2 separate regions of the Bombyx mori genome follow, and region 1 is linked to region 2. Evidence: chromatin contacts called from public Hi-C data. All regions are on one chromosome and are shown on one strand. Each heading gives the region's core, a stretch centred on a gene start, on an enhancer-like site or on the middle of the called end of the contact. The rest is flanking DNA. Distances are from core to core; before and after follow the strand shown.

Region 1 (6,573 bases), core at 1,664-4,163, 160 kb before region 2:
TCAGTTCAACAAAGTTAAATCTAAATACTCAACAATAGTATTGTAACATCCTAGATTTCTCCCTTTTTTTTTTTTTTTTTTTTTTTTTTTCCGGGCCGAGGGCCGAACCTCCTACGAGGTCCCCGCGCCTAGGGGGCGCGCGGGGTATGTGAGACTCAACGATCTGCAGGTGTTGAGAGCAGACCGCGGGCCCAAGGAATTTAGGGCCCACCCACTAAACGACTCCCCTGCACTCTTACACCCGGCGTCCGATCTCCGTCCGGGGTCAAAACCCGGTCAGAGTAGGGGGGTTCCCGCGGTCAACACTACAACCAGACACGCGGCGCCACCCCGAGGACTAGGATTGATCCTAGATTTCTCCCTAGTCTAACTCATCTTTATTCCCCTCAAACTGTTTTTTTTTAATGCCCTTGTAGGCAGACGAGCATACGGCCTACCTGATGGTGAGTGGTTACCGTCGCCCATGGACTTCAGCAATGTCAGGGGCAGAGCTAAGCCGCTGCCTACCGCTTAATACTCTCCACAAGCCTCTTTTAAAGAATGTTAAAGAATGTATGTAAGGAAGTTAATCGAGATTGGTTACCTGAGTGAGCATTTGCAATTGATTAGCGTGGTCCTTGACTAGAACGGCGAGCATATGCGGCAGGGGAACCTTGACCCGAGTGCTCAGTTGCAGTGAGCGCACGAAACGCGTCTCGCGCCGGATGGTGTCCGCGCGCTGTAACAACACAACCAACCCTACGTACATACGGGGCGGACAAACGGAGCCACTTATTGAATATTTATTACTAGTCGCAGGACGTCTTGTGTGTCCGCACGGGTAGGTACCACCACCCTGCCTATTTCTGCCGTGAAGCAGTAATGCGTTTCGGTTTGAAGGATGGGGCAGCTGTTGTAACTATACTGAGACCTTAGAACTTATATCTCAAGGTGGGTGGCGCATTTACGTTGTAGATGTTTCTGGGCTCGAGTAACCACTTAACACCAGGTGGGCTGTGAGCTCGTCAACCCATCTAAGCAATAAAAAAAAAAGCTTGCATATATATAGTTTCCGAACAACAACATTCGGACCGTCGGTCTACCGAGCAAATATCATCCGCTCGGTGGAAGATCTTCCCTTTGTCGTATATAAACCCATAGCATTTATAGGAAACAACAATTAAATATCTTACCAAATGTCTGAATATTGACAAACAGTGCTGCACGCTGTAGGCGTCAGCGACGGAATCTGTGAATCCTATTTGTTTGGCCAGCTCGCAGAGACAACGGCGATTTGTCACCGGAACTAAGTCTTCACTGCAATAAATTTTGAATATATTTCGGTGACACATTAATAAAGTTCCTTATAATTGGGCTGACTTCAGAAATCGAGAATATGAACACTAAAGTTTACAAGAGACACTTTTATGAAACTGTTTTATATATTATTATGTACATATTAGACCTTTCTTTACATGTGAAGTTATACAACACTAGCCGGTTTGAAAGTAAGGCTAGTGATAAATTCTAAATTCAAATTAATTTCATTAAAAAAATATGGAATTCTATTTTTAAATTCAATCATTTGTTTATGGATTGTTATTTTGTTATCACTAAATTTGTATATTTTTCATCAATATGGACACAATAAAAATATGAGTTATAATTGAAGACATTAGTGGATGAAAGGGCTAAGTACTATTTTTAAGATTTTTGATTTTATACATTGAATGAAGGTTTAAAGGCTATTTTTAGAAATTGCTTGTTGTGACGGATCTTGAGGGAAAATATTTGCTATCGATTAATACGACATTTTCTTCCGTACGACCGTGTATTTAGCACATTTACAATATTAACTTACGAAAAACTAAAAACTACAACCGGTTCACTTCACATATTATTTGACAAGTGTTTTTTCTTGAGACCGTGTTGCCAGACTCATTGCACAAAAGTTACGTTCCGTGACACATGCGATGAAGGAGTTATGTACGAAGAAAAATTACAAGTAACAAAAGCTTGTTGCCCGTTTTCTCAAAACCAACAAATTGTATCATCATATCCCACTCCCCCTCCATCCACTCTATTATATATGAGAATACAAGTTTGTTCGCGGTAGCAATACCATATAAACGGCTCGCAATATTAATGACATGTGCAGAGTGAACATTGCAAACTACTATAGGATTGTATATTCATTTGAAACGCTTCCGACATGGGAGTTTTGATCTAAAAAATTAAGCCGTAAGGTAATCAATCACCAGAAAACTGTAAATTGTAGAAAATCTCATATATTTATTATTTAGTTTTCCTACATAAGCTGATAGCCTTGAGAGGCTATTTCAGCGTAACCTTAACTAGTAGGTGAGCTCACGGGGCTCAAACCGGAGTGATGCTAACACTGACCCTAGCAAGAGCCGTGCTTCGCAGAATCTATCACCGGATCGGAATCGCGACCCACTGAGAAGAACCGGTGAGAAACTCAGTGGCTGTGTCTGTGGGTTAGTTTACTCGTCGAAGCCTTCGTCGCAAGCGACGGGTTCGACGAGAACGATGACAGGTGCTTGAAGTACTTAAATCACTGGTGGTAGGACCTTTTGTGAGCCCGCACGGGTAGGTACCACCACCCTGCCTATTTCTGCCGTGAAGCAGTACTGCGTTTCGGTTTGAAGGGTGGAGCAGCCTTTGTAACTATACTGAGACCTTAGAACTTATTTCAAGGCGGGTAGCGCATTTACGTTGTAGATGTCTATGGACTCCAGTAACCACTTAACACCAGGTGGGCTGTGAGCTCGTCCACACATCTAAGCAATAAAAAAAATCGTACCTCAACTGAGCTTCGCAGGTGAGGTGCGCGCAGAAGTGCGCATACGTGTGTCTGGGTGCGGGCGCGCACGTGTTGAGCAGCGCCGCCAGCCCCAGCGGCTTCAGCAGCGCCAGGTGCCGCCGCCAGCGCTGGTCGTCGAACTCCACGCAGAACGGCGCGTTCTGGTCGTGGGTCAGGTCTAACACCTGCAGCAGGAGGGCAACGCTTCACTACTGGACAATGTTATTAGGTCTTATCTAAACTAATATTATAAAGTTGAAGAGTTTGTTTGTTTGAACGCGCTAATCTCAGGAACTACTGGTCTGATTTGAAAAAATATCTCAGTGTTAGATAATTCATTTATTGAGGAAAGCTATAGGCTATAAAACATCAAGGTAAGGCCAATACAAGTGGAGCACCAATAAAGAATGTTTCAAAATAGGGGTTTAAATAGCTTCTTAACATTCCATAATTCAAAAACATTTTCGCTTTCTACGTAAATGAAGTGGGGGTAAAATTTAGCATTATGCCAAAGTAACTATTCCACGCAGACGGAGTCGCGGGCTAAAGCTAGTTTTTTATATAGCTAAGTTGGGTGGACGTGCTCACGGCCCGCTTTGTATTAAGTGTAAGTATTTCGCAATTTTAATATTAACGCAACAACGTTAATCGTCGACACTGGAATGAACGGTACCTAATAGAATGGTTGTATTTGAACTCAACCGCGTCATCAATTTAATGCTAACACTTCACAAATCTTCTACGGCTTATGATTTTTATTCTTCATTGTCGTGTGTGGCTCAGGAATTCATAATTGCAGTTTGCAGATAGGGCGGTACCTACCTCAACAACAGTAGACGGTTCGTGGTGCCTGTTATCTGGCTGTTCCAGTACCGAATCTCCGGGATGACCCAGGGAGCCGGCCAGACTAGTTTTGCTCGAGTTGTGCGATGTGGGATCCGAATTACGAAGGAAAAACACTTTCTCCGGCGTCGGATTTGGCCATGATAATATCCCCTTTTTGTCCACACACGATAGAGCCTGAAAAATAATAAGTTATGATTTGTATATAGGCTGGTATTGTATTAGGCTGGTTTTGTATTACGTTAAACTTATATTGGTTAGTCTTGTATTAGGTTGCCGTTGTATTAGGTTGATCTAGTATTAGGTTGGTCTTGTATTAGGTTGTTCTTGTATTAGGTTGGTATTTTATTACTTTACTTATATTGGTTAGTCTTGTATTAGGTTGCCGTTGTATTAGGTTGGTCTTGTATTAGGCTGGTCTTTTAATAGCTTATTCTCACTAAGTGACTCCAAGCAATGACAGATGCCATCTACATTCATTCTCCATTACATTTAATGCATAATCCATTTGGTCTAGTGATAAGTAAGAGTGAAAACAGAGTCAAGGTTCATTTCCTGGTGGGAGTCGAACCCCGGTTTAAGATATTTTAGTCTTTAGCATAAATATAACACTAAACAGTACCTGTGTTGGGAATGAAATTTAAAATGCTACTCACAGACAAAGATCCCAGGACATGTACGATGTTAGCAGTCCTAGATACCATGTCTTCTCTACCAGTCAAGATGTTGAAGAATGTCTTTGCTAATGACTTGATGCTCTCCGGTTTCAGACTGGATTCGCTCAGCGCCTGAAGCAGAGGGTCGCTCGCGTCCTCTGATATGGAACACGACTTCGGACGGACGTATTTTTGGCGGGTTTCTGCTATTTGCTTGAATCTAAAAATAAAAATTCTCATTTAATATTTTTCTCATTTAACTGTAGGCAGCGACTTGGCTCTAGCTCTGGCATTGCTGAAGTGCATGGGCGACGGTAATCGCTCACCATCAGGTGGGCCGTATGATCGTCTGCCTAAAAGGGCAATAAAAATAAAGAAGCCCTTAGATTTGTTATTAAAATTATATTCAAAGCCTTATTATCCCTTAAACAACCTCGACTGTCATACAATAACAGATTAATGTATGGCATTACATTACAGTACCACATTACAACATGCCTGCCATGAATGTAAAATTGAATTAGAAGTGACATTCTGACAGAACAGTGTTTCTTTTACAGCAAAATGGAGTCAATATAAAGCGTTAATCTCAAGTACGTTTATATTTTTTCAATCTAAATTTAACTGGCGGGATCGTAATTCTAAAATCGTGAAAACAAACTATACACACCTCGCCAATCCGTAACAGTTAAGCGTGACCCAAGCTATGGGGAACACGATTTGCAATAGGGGCAGTGAAGCGGCTATGGTCTGGAGAAAGTATATCTCCGTCCAGTGGGTCACGCCGGGCAAATGGTACACGTGACGCAGGAAGCTCGCCACCACAACTAAGGATATGACCAGGGGCAGCACTATGCCTTCCATCACCTTCACTGTGCACTGTAAATTATAAAATAATGTATTTATGTCTATGTGAGGGTAGAAATAAACGGCTAAAATATGTGATCAGCTTTTGTGAAATTAACAATAAGTCCCAAACGAGAACACGCTACTGCTTTACGCTAGAAATCGTCAGAATAGTAGTGCTGATCCACGTGGGCTCACAACAACAAGCAGATTAATAAGTTTTATTTAACTCGTTTTTCTTTTGTTTGTTTTGTAACTCGAGCCCATAGACAACAAGACTGCAACGTAAATGCGCCACACACCTTGAGATATAAGTTCTAATTTCTCAGTATAGTTACAACGGCTGCCCCGCCCTTCAAACCGAAACGCATTACTGCTTCACGGCAAAAATAGGCGGGGTGGTGGTACCCACCCGCGCGGACTCACAAGAGGTCCTACCACCAGTAAAAAGTGTTCTACGTCATATGTATGTACATATCTATATAACGGAATCTTTTAAAGCCTAATATAAGATATTTTACATTCAAGTTAACATAAAAACCTCTGAAAATTAGGACACATATCATCATCATCATCATCATCATCATCATCATCATCAGCCTTTATCTGCCCACCGCTGGACATAGGCCTTCCCCAATGCCTTCCACATAATGCGGTCCTCCGCCTTCCGTATCCAACGACTTCCCGCCGCGCGCACTAAGTCGTCAGTCCACCTGGACACATATCACTGACCGAAAAATATTATTAATTTAATTCGTAGGCCAAGGATTTAACAAGATAAAAACAATTTTAACTTACCAAATACCTTTGTTTCTCAAAAACAGTGACCGGCCTGGTTGTTGCTTGTTCGAGTGCCATCTTTAGATTCTTCAAGTAAGGCGTCTCGCACATCTTGTAAGCTTTGTTCTGATGAGGTACCCTTATATGTGGAATTGTACAATGTTCTTTATTCTGAAAGGATATTGTAATTTAATGTTTTTTATAATAGACTAGCTGACCCGGCAGACTTCGTAGTGCCTCATTCGATAAATAAAAGACCTAAACTTTTATAAAGAATAAACTTAAAACAAACAAAAGGAATCCGTCCGACGGGGGACACGTCAAAGGGAAAACAAAATTGTTATTTTTATTTAATTCCGAGAATTTTCATATTTTTATACCTTTTAAACCTTCTCTGGACTTCCACAAATAATTCAAGACCAAAATTAGCCAAATCGGTCAAGCCGTTTTCATGTTATGTCGTGACAACGGAAAACGGGTTTCATTTTTATATATATAGATAAAAGGACAGTTTGGTTACACTATGTTTATTATACGCTATTCTTTTATTCATTACTAGCGACCCGCCCTCGCTTCGCTTCGGAAACTGTAATTTATTATTGTTTTGTTCACTATTTAATGGATGTTATTATACATATAAACATT
Region 2 (6,648 bases), core at 3,771-6,270:
CTCGGCGAGTAAATTAACCCACAAACACAGCCCACTAAGTTTCTCACCGGATCTTCTCAGTGAGTCGCGTTTCCGATCCGGTGGTAGATTCTGCGAAGTACGGCTCTTGCTAGGGTTCGTGTCAGCAACATCATCAGCCTTGAGCCCCGCGAGCTCACTTACTAATTCGGAGAATCTAAAATAGCCCCTTGAGGTTACTAGAATAGGTAGGAAAAAAATATTTGAGAGTCGAAAAATCTAAATAACAAAATTACATCACATCTCCACAAGCACTATATAAAACCACATACACATTTATATTCCTCAGCAGGAGTCCTTCAGACAGGCTTTCCGAAAGAAAAAAAAACATTTTCTACTGCAGACAGCGGCATGACGACATGACGTAGGTGGCAAATTGTCATCGTCGTCGTTATTTTCAGATCGCCTTTGCCCAGTTCCAGAACATAATAAACATGGAGGGTTCGTGCAAAGGAGATGGCATGTTGAACATTGATGACGGGTCAAAACTAGAATTAGTGGCGGGCAGAACACTCACCATGCACTATCTAAGGCCACACAAGCAAGTTGACAGGTAAATGCTATGGGGTGGCTGCTGATTAGTTACACGCATTACTAAATGTAGCTACTATGTAGAAAACACTAAAATATGATAATGTCAAAGCTTTCCTTAATTGTAGGTCCAAAAATTTCTTGACATACATACATTTGTACAGTATGATATAAATGAGTGAATTAACCCATAGACACAGCCCACTGAGTTTCTCGCCGGATCTTCTCAGTGGGTCGCGTTTCCGAACCGGTGGTAGATTCTGCGAAGCACTGCTCTTGCTAGGGTCAGTGTTAGCAACACTCCGGTTTGAGCCCCGTGAGCTCACCTACATGTTAGGGCGAAGCTGAAATAGCCTCTCAAGGCTATCAGCATAGGTAGGAAAAAAGAATTACATAAAGGGAAAATATGACTTCGCTCTTAAGGTCTCTTGTGAAAGTGTCCCTATTCCAGATCAGCCGAACCAAAACTCCACATACAAGACTACATCCAAGAGACGATGGACGTGGACGGGTTCGTCAGCAGCCTCGAGCAATTCCGGCATGTGGTCGAAGGGATCCGGTACAACAACGGTGCACAGAAGGAATACCCGAAGCTCGTCTTCTTGGGCACCGGTTCCTGTATACCCAGCAAGACGAGGAACACCAGCTGCTTTGTGCTGCATGTCGAGTGAGTTTTTAAACTGACCAACCGGAATTTCATACGGGCAACAGTTATCGGGCCATTTAAAAGACAAATTATTTTTATTTAAAAAGAACTTGAAAAAATTATTAACCTTAAGATGTTATTACACAGTTAACGATTTTTTAAATGATAAATAATTATGTTAATTTTAAATTCGCTTCTTTCTGTTCTTTGTTTTCGTTTTATGACCTAAATAACGAATTCTTATTCAATTAATTTATTTGTTGTTTGATATTTTAATTAATTAATATATTTACTGACTGCATTTAATGTGAATAATTTTGAATAATATTTGCACGCCGACCCGGTAGAAACACGCTGTTCTATAAAATAACTATTAACAACTTTGTAAACTGTGTTTTTGCTAATAAAGTTTGATTTGATTTGATTTTAAAATCTACTATATTTGTGAAGCCATTGAACAACTTAAGGCCAAAAACAAAGACAAATTGATCTTTAGACAAATGAAAATACCTGATTACACGTCGTGCTGGGATTGTTATTTAGTTCGACATAAATATGAACATAGAACTTTTTTTCATTTTAAATGAGGATTTAAAATTGTAATTCTTAATTTTAAAAATATTCTTGTTAAATATGGCTCTTATTGGTATCCTCAGTCTATTTGTGTTACGTTGCTATTCAAGATTATGTTATTGTAACTTTTACCTTTAATTCACAGCGAACACAGTTCAATAGTGTTGGACTGCGGTGAAGGTTCGTTCGGTCAAATGGTCAGGTTCTACGGACCGAAGAAAGTCAATGCCTTCTTGAGGACGGTGAAGGCTATTTACATTTCACATCTTCACGCTGACCATCATATCGGTGAGTTCTCTATTCCATATTATAAACAAGTTTTAATAGGATTACTGAAACTCAGTGACGCTACGCTGTGGCTATTCCTAAATCTTATGAAAAACGTTGCTTTCTTGAATCTGTTGTAATTGTAGAGCGTATTGCGAAAACGCACAGCTAAGCATTTCAGAATTATTTTGCTTTGAAGCAACCTCATTCCAATTGCAAATATAATTGGGATTTTGTCTTTGGATGAATAATGTGATGTGTATGTGCTCTGGTGAAGACTAGCCAGCTCGTCCGTGTATTTAGACCAAGTGGAAAAGCTATTGTTAGTAAAAGTAGTTTGTCTTTAGAAATTTCAGTAATGGTACTTTTATACCCAGTGCGTGTGTATGTAAATATTTGTATGGCGTCTGTGCGGTGATCATTTGTTTGTGATGGCGAGTCAGAGAAGCGCGCTGACGGGTTACGCAATAAACAGTTGTAATGCCACTACTGCATATTTCTGTCAAATTAGTACAATAAAAAATAAAAAATAAACATCTGTGCAATTCACACATGGTAGAAGTGAAACCTTAACAAATTTTGGGTTCAAGATAATGAGACAAATTTAAAATTTCGAGAAGAGGATAATTGAGTCGTCTATTATCAAAGGTGGCAATCTGTGCATTTGGACAAAAAAATGTTATTGATATGTCGATACAGATTGATTTGAATATATTCGTCTCCTTCAAAGAATACGGTTCAAAACCTGCATTAAATAAAGGTTAATACTTAACCTGTTATTTATCTAAGATGTCGTTCAGAAGAGTTTTGTGACTGCCAATGGAATACCAAGTCAATAATTCGTTTTTCTGATTTACCAATAATTGTCCAAAAGTCACATTGCCGGCTTTGATAATAGTCGACTCAATTGTAGGTTTTAGTAATGATCATAGTGATACAAAGTTTGATAATTATTTTACATTTTCTTCGTATAAGTTAAATAGATTTATTCAGAATGTATTAAGTACGAATATTAGGTATGAAGTAGAGCACAATATAAGAAACACTTGTATAATGTTTCCTATCTCATTTTCTTCCATGTTAAATATTATGAAATTAATTTGTGTCTGTCTCTTCTTACTCTCGCTTTTTCGTTTCATCGACATTAGAATCACAACGATGCTAAAGAAGTTTTCACTTGAAAAGACATTTCCTATACATTAATTTGTTGTGCAGGTCTAATAGGACTACTGCAAGCTCGGCGAGAAGCTTTCGAAGAATCCTCCGCGACCCCCGAGGCCGCGTACCTACTAGCGCCCGGCCAGATCGTGTCCTGGCTGTCCGTCTACAACCAACAGTTTGAGAGGATACAAAATGACTATACGCTAATACCTAATCAGAGTTTGGTGAGTTAATTTAGCTTTCGGGTACTGAGTGACCTTTGTCCTTTAACCCTGCTTTAGTATTGTGGGCTTAAACCCATTCTGCCATAATTTCTTCGAATTTTTATCCTCGACCAGCTGACCCGGCAGACTTCGTAGTGCCTCAGTCGATAAATAAAAGATCTAACTATTGTATAAAATAAACTTAAAACAAACAAAAGAAATCCATTCGACGAGGGGCACATCAAAGGGAAAACAAAATTATTTTTATTTAATTCCGAGCATTAACATTTTTTTTTAAACCTTCTCTGGACTTCCACAAATAATTCAAAACCAAAATTAGCCAAATCGGTCCAGCCGTTCTCGAGTTTTAACGTGACTAACGAACAGCAGTTCATTTTTATATACAAAGATTTAACAGGATTTAATCTATTTTCAGCTTTACGATAGTAGCACAGAGGAAATGACGTCAGCAATCCTAGCCAGGATAGGAGTTCAAGCTATCAAAACGTGCTTAGTATCTCACTGCCCCAACGCCTTCGGAGTCGCCATAGACTTGGACGGGACGCACAAGATCACATATTCGGGCGACACTTTGCCCTGTGAGGAACTAATTAAAATTGGTAAGTTCTAAATTCGATTGAAAATTCCAAAGATTTTCGCTTATTAGAGTTTTTAGCACTAAAAGTCCGACTGGCGGGGCGTTTGTGAGTTTTTGTGAGTTCGGTGTTGTAGGTACAGATGAAAAAAACATTTATTTTTTGTTAGGTGAGAATTCAACCCTGTTGATCCACGAAGCGACGATGGAGGACGAGCTGGCGCTGGAGGCGCGGATGAAGATGCACTCGACGACGTCGCAGGCGATCGCGGCGGGCCGGCAGATGCGCGCCGCCTACACGCTGCTCACGCACTTCAGCCAGCGGTACGCGCGCCTGCCGCGGCTCAGCGCGCGCATGCTCACCGACAACCGCAGCGTCGGCGTCGCCTTCGACAACATGCAGGTACGACCGCATGCCTCAACTAACATATTACTTTTTTTTTTAAGTGAAACTTCTTTATCGACGTAGGGAGGAAAAACGTATGTAACGTTTTTCGGTTACGCGCCATCTTAATTTCTTCCGTTACGCGCATGTTTGTTTATTGCTTAGATGGGTGGACGAGCTCACAGCCCTCCTCGTGCTAAGTGGTTACTGGAGCCCATAGACATCTACAACGTAAATGCGCCACCCACCTTGAGATATAAGTTCTAAGATGGCTACCCCACCCTTCAAACTGAAACGCATTACTGCTTCACGGCAGAAATAGGCAGTTCATTACAAAACATATACAAAAATTTAAAAAAATAGCTTTGGGTGAATCAGGTTACGTACGGGGACAACAGAGTTTTTCCTAACCTAACTTTCTAATATCTTTAATGAGCTACAAATCTTTGATGACTAAATTAAATTATTTAATATTCTTAATCATTTTCAGTTCAACAAAGTTAAATCTAACAACTCAACAAAAGTATTGTAACATCCCAGTTTTGTCCCTATTCTAACTCTAGTCTCTATTCACCCCAATCTACTGTACATTGTTTTCAGGTGACAATGAGCGACCTGGCCTTGCTTGACATCCCAGTTTTGTCCCTATTCTAACTCTAGACTCTATTCCCCCCAATCTACTGTACATTGTTTTCAGGTGACAATGAGCGACTTGGCCCTGCTGCCGCACATGTACGCGCCTCTGCAGCTGATGTTCGCGGAGCACTGCGTCGAGATGGAGATGAAGGCCGCCAGCCGAGCCAAGCAGAAGGAGAGGAGAATATCGACGCACAGCTTCCAGCCTGGTACATCGCTGTGCACTAAACGATTCAAAAACTCCACAGATACGAATATCGCAGATATGAAATCCATAGACAATAGTTGTAGCTAGTATTTACTCTTTTATTTTAAAAGTGTAGACTGAAATTGCGTTCACATATTAAATTTGTTGTAAAAATGTGATGAAAAATTTATGAAAGATTTTTAAGAAGTTTTTAAATTTGTATTGAAACTTGACATTATTTATGTTGGAATTTGTTGTAGAGTTGTTTGTTGCCAGAACGAAAATATTCTTTAGTATTTTTGTTTTCTGTGTCATTTTTGAAATGGCATAGTTAAATTAGAAAAAAATTCTACCAAATGCGTGTCGGAATGAAAAGTCACTTTAAAATTACAACTTCAATTAAAGATTTAAAAAAAGTGTATATTATAATCTTTATTTTTGTACTTCTTAAAAAAAATAGCCGAACGCATTGTAATTAAGATGACCTCGTTCATTCCGTCACGACATACGTAATGCGGTATGTAGTCGAGAAAGTACATTCTGTATTCGATGCCTCCAATGAACACTACGCTAACTCCAAATTCGTAGGTTTACAGAGAATTACTGGTGGTAGGACCACTTGTGAGTCCGCGCGGGTAGGTACCGCCGCCCCGCCTATTTCTGCCGTGAAGCAGTAATGCGTTTCGGTTTGAAGGGTGGGGCAGCCGTTGTAACTATACTGAGACTTTAGAACTTGTATCTCAAGGTGGGTGGCGCATTTACGTCGTAGATGTCTATGGGCTCCAGTAACTTAACACCAGGTGGGCTGTGAGCTCGTCCACCCATCTAAGCCATAAAAAAAAATAAAAAAAAGGAGCGTTTAAACGAAAAAAGTTGATAAAATCTTTATTATTGCAGATATATTTATGGTTTTGTTTGTGTAACTAGCTGATTTACTCTTGCTTCTAACCCAATCAATAATGATTTGTAATACTTTTAAAATAGTGAAGCGATTTGCGTGAAAAACGAAAGTTTCAAAATTTTGAGTTAGAGTAGTGTTCATTGGAGGCATCTTATTAAAAATTGTTCTGTTTAAGCGTAATGCTGGTTGCATTTCAATATACTATATTACAAACTTGTAACGTGTTGCCTTTCCATTGAGATGTAATAGTTTGTTATTGTCGATTAATACCTGCCTAAATAAATCGACCAAAATATGTTATTTTTTTTTTAATTGACTATTTCCTTTTGAATTTTATAGGTGATATAATCTGTGAATATGTAATCTGTATACGTGCTAAGCCGTTATAGACTTTTGGCGGGAACGCGAGGAGTGAAGTTGTGTGATTTGTTTTATTTTGTCTATTTAGTGTTTCTTGAGGTTTAAATGTGTAATAACGGTGATTTATAAACCGTTTAGTATTCGTGGAAGTGCACAAATGTGGGAAAATGAAACAAAGCCGCTAG

What was found. A called contact is a pair of places that touch in the nucleus more often than the background predicts.
Region 1: a contact with region 2 is called in a Hi-C map of whole pupa, with 2.8 times the contacts expected there. The contact joins two enhancer-like sites. A contact is called at or near these places in 2 of 7 Hi-C or Micro-C datasets (both in whole pupa).

Annotation. Positions count from the first base shown.
Region 1 is chr17:3,020,956-3,027,528 of ASM3026992v2, reverse strand. LOC101741898 (transmembrane protein 94) reads right to left here. Exons shown (of 29, transcript XM_062673273.1): 7 at 5,947-6,099; 8 at 4,973-5,181; 9 at 4,303-4,522; 10 at 3,626-3,823; 11 at 2,804-2,988; 12 at 1,173-1,296; 13 at 584-718. Among protein-coding and RNA genes, the nearest start is that of LOC119630823, 11 kb to the right of the region's middle. Within about 2 kb of position 2,913, at least 2 of the 8 cell types and tissues checked have open chromatin away from gene starts, as enhancers often do.
Region 2 is chr17:2,864,878-2,871,525 of ASM3026992v2, reverse strand. It overlaps LOC101744488 (ribonuclease Z, mitochondrial), which reads left to right. Exons shown (of 27, transcript XM_062673269.1): 9 at 420-571; 10 at 1,001-1,216; 11 at 1,914-2,056; 12 at 3,251-3,420; 13 at 3,836-4,019; 14 at 4,165-4,397; 15 at 5,077-5,224. Among protein-coding and RNA genes, the nearest start is that of LOC101744488, 11 kb to the left of the region's middle. Within about 2 kb of position 5,020, at least 4 of the 8 cell types and tissues checked have open chromatin away from gene starts, as enhancers often do.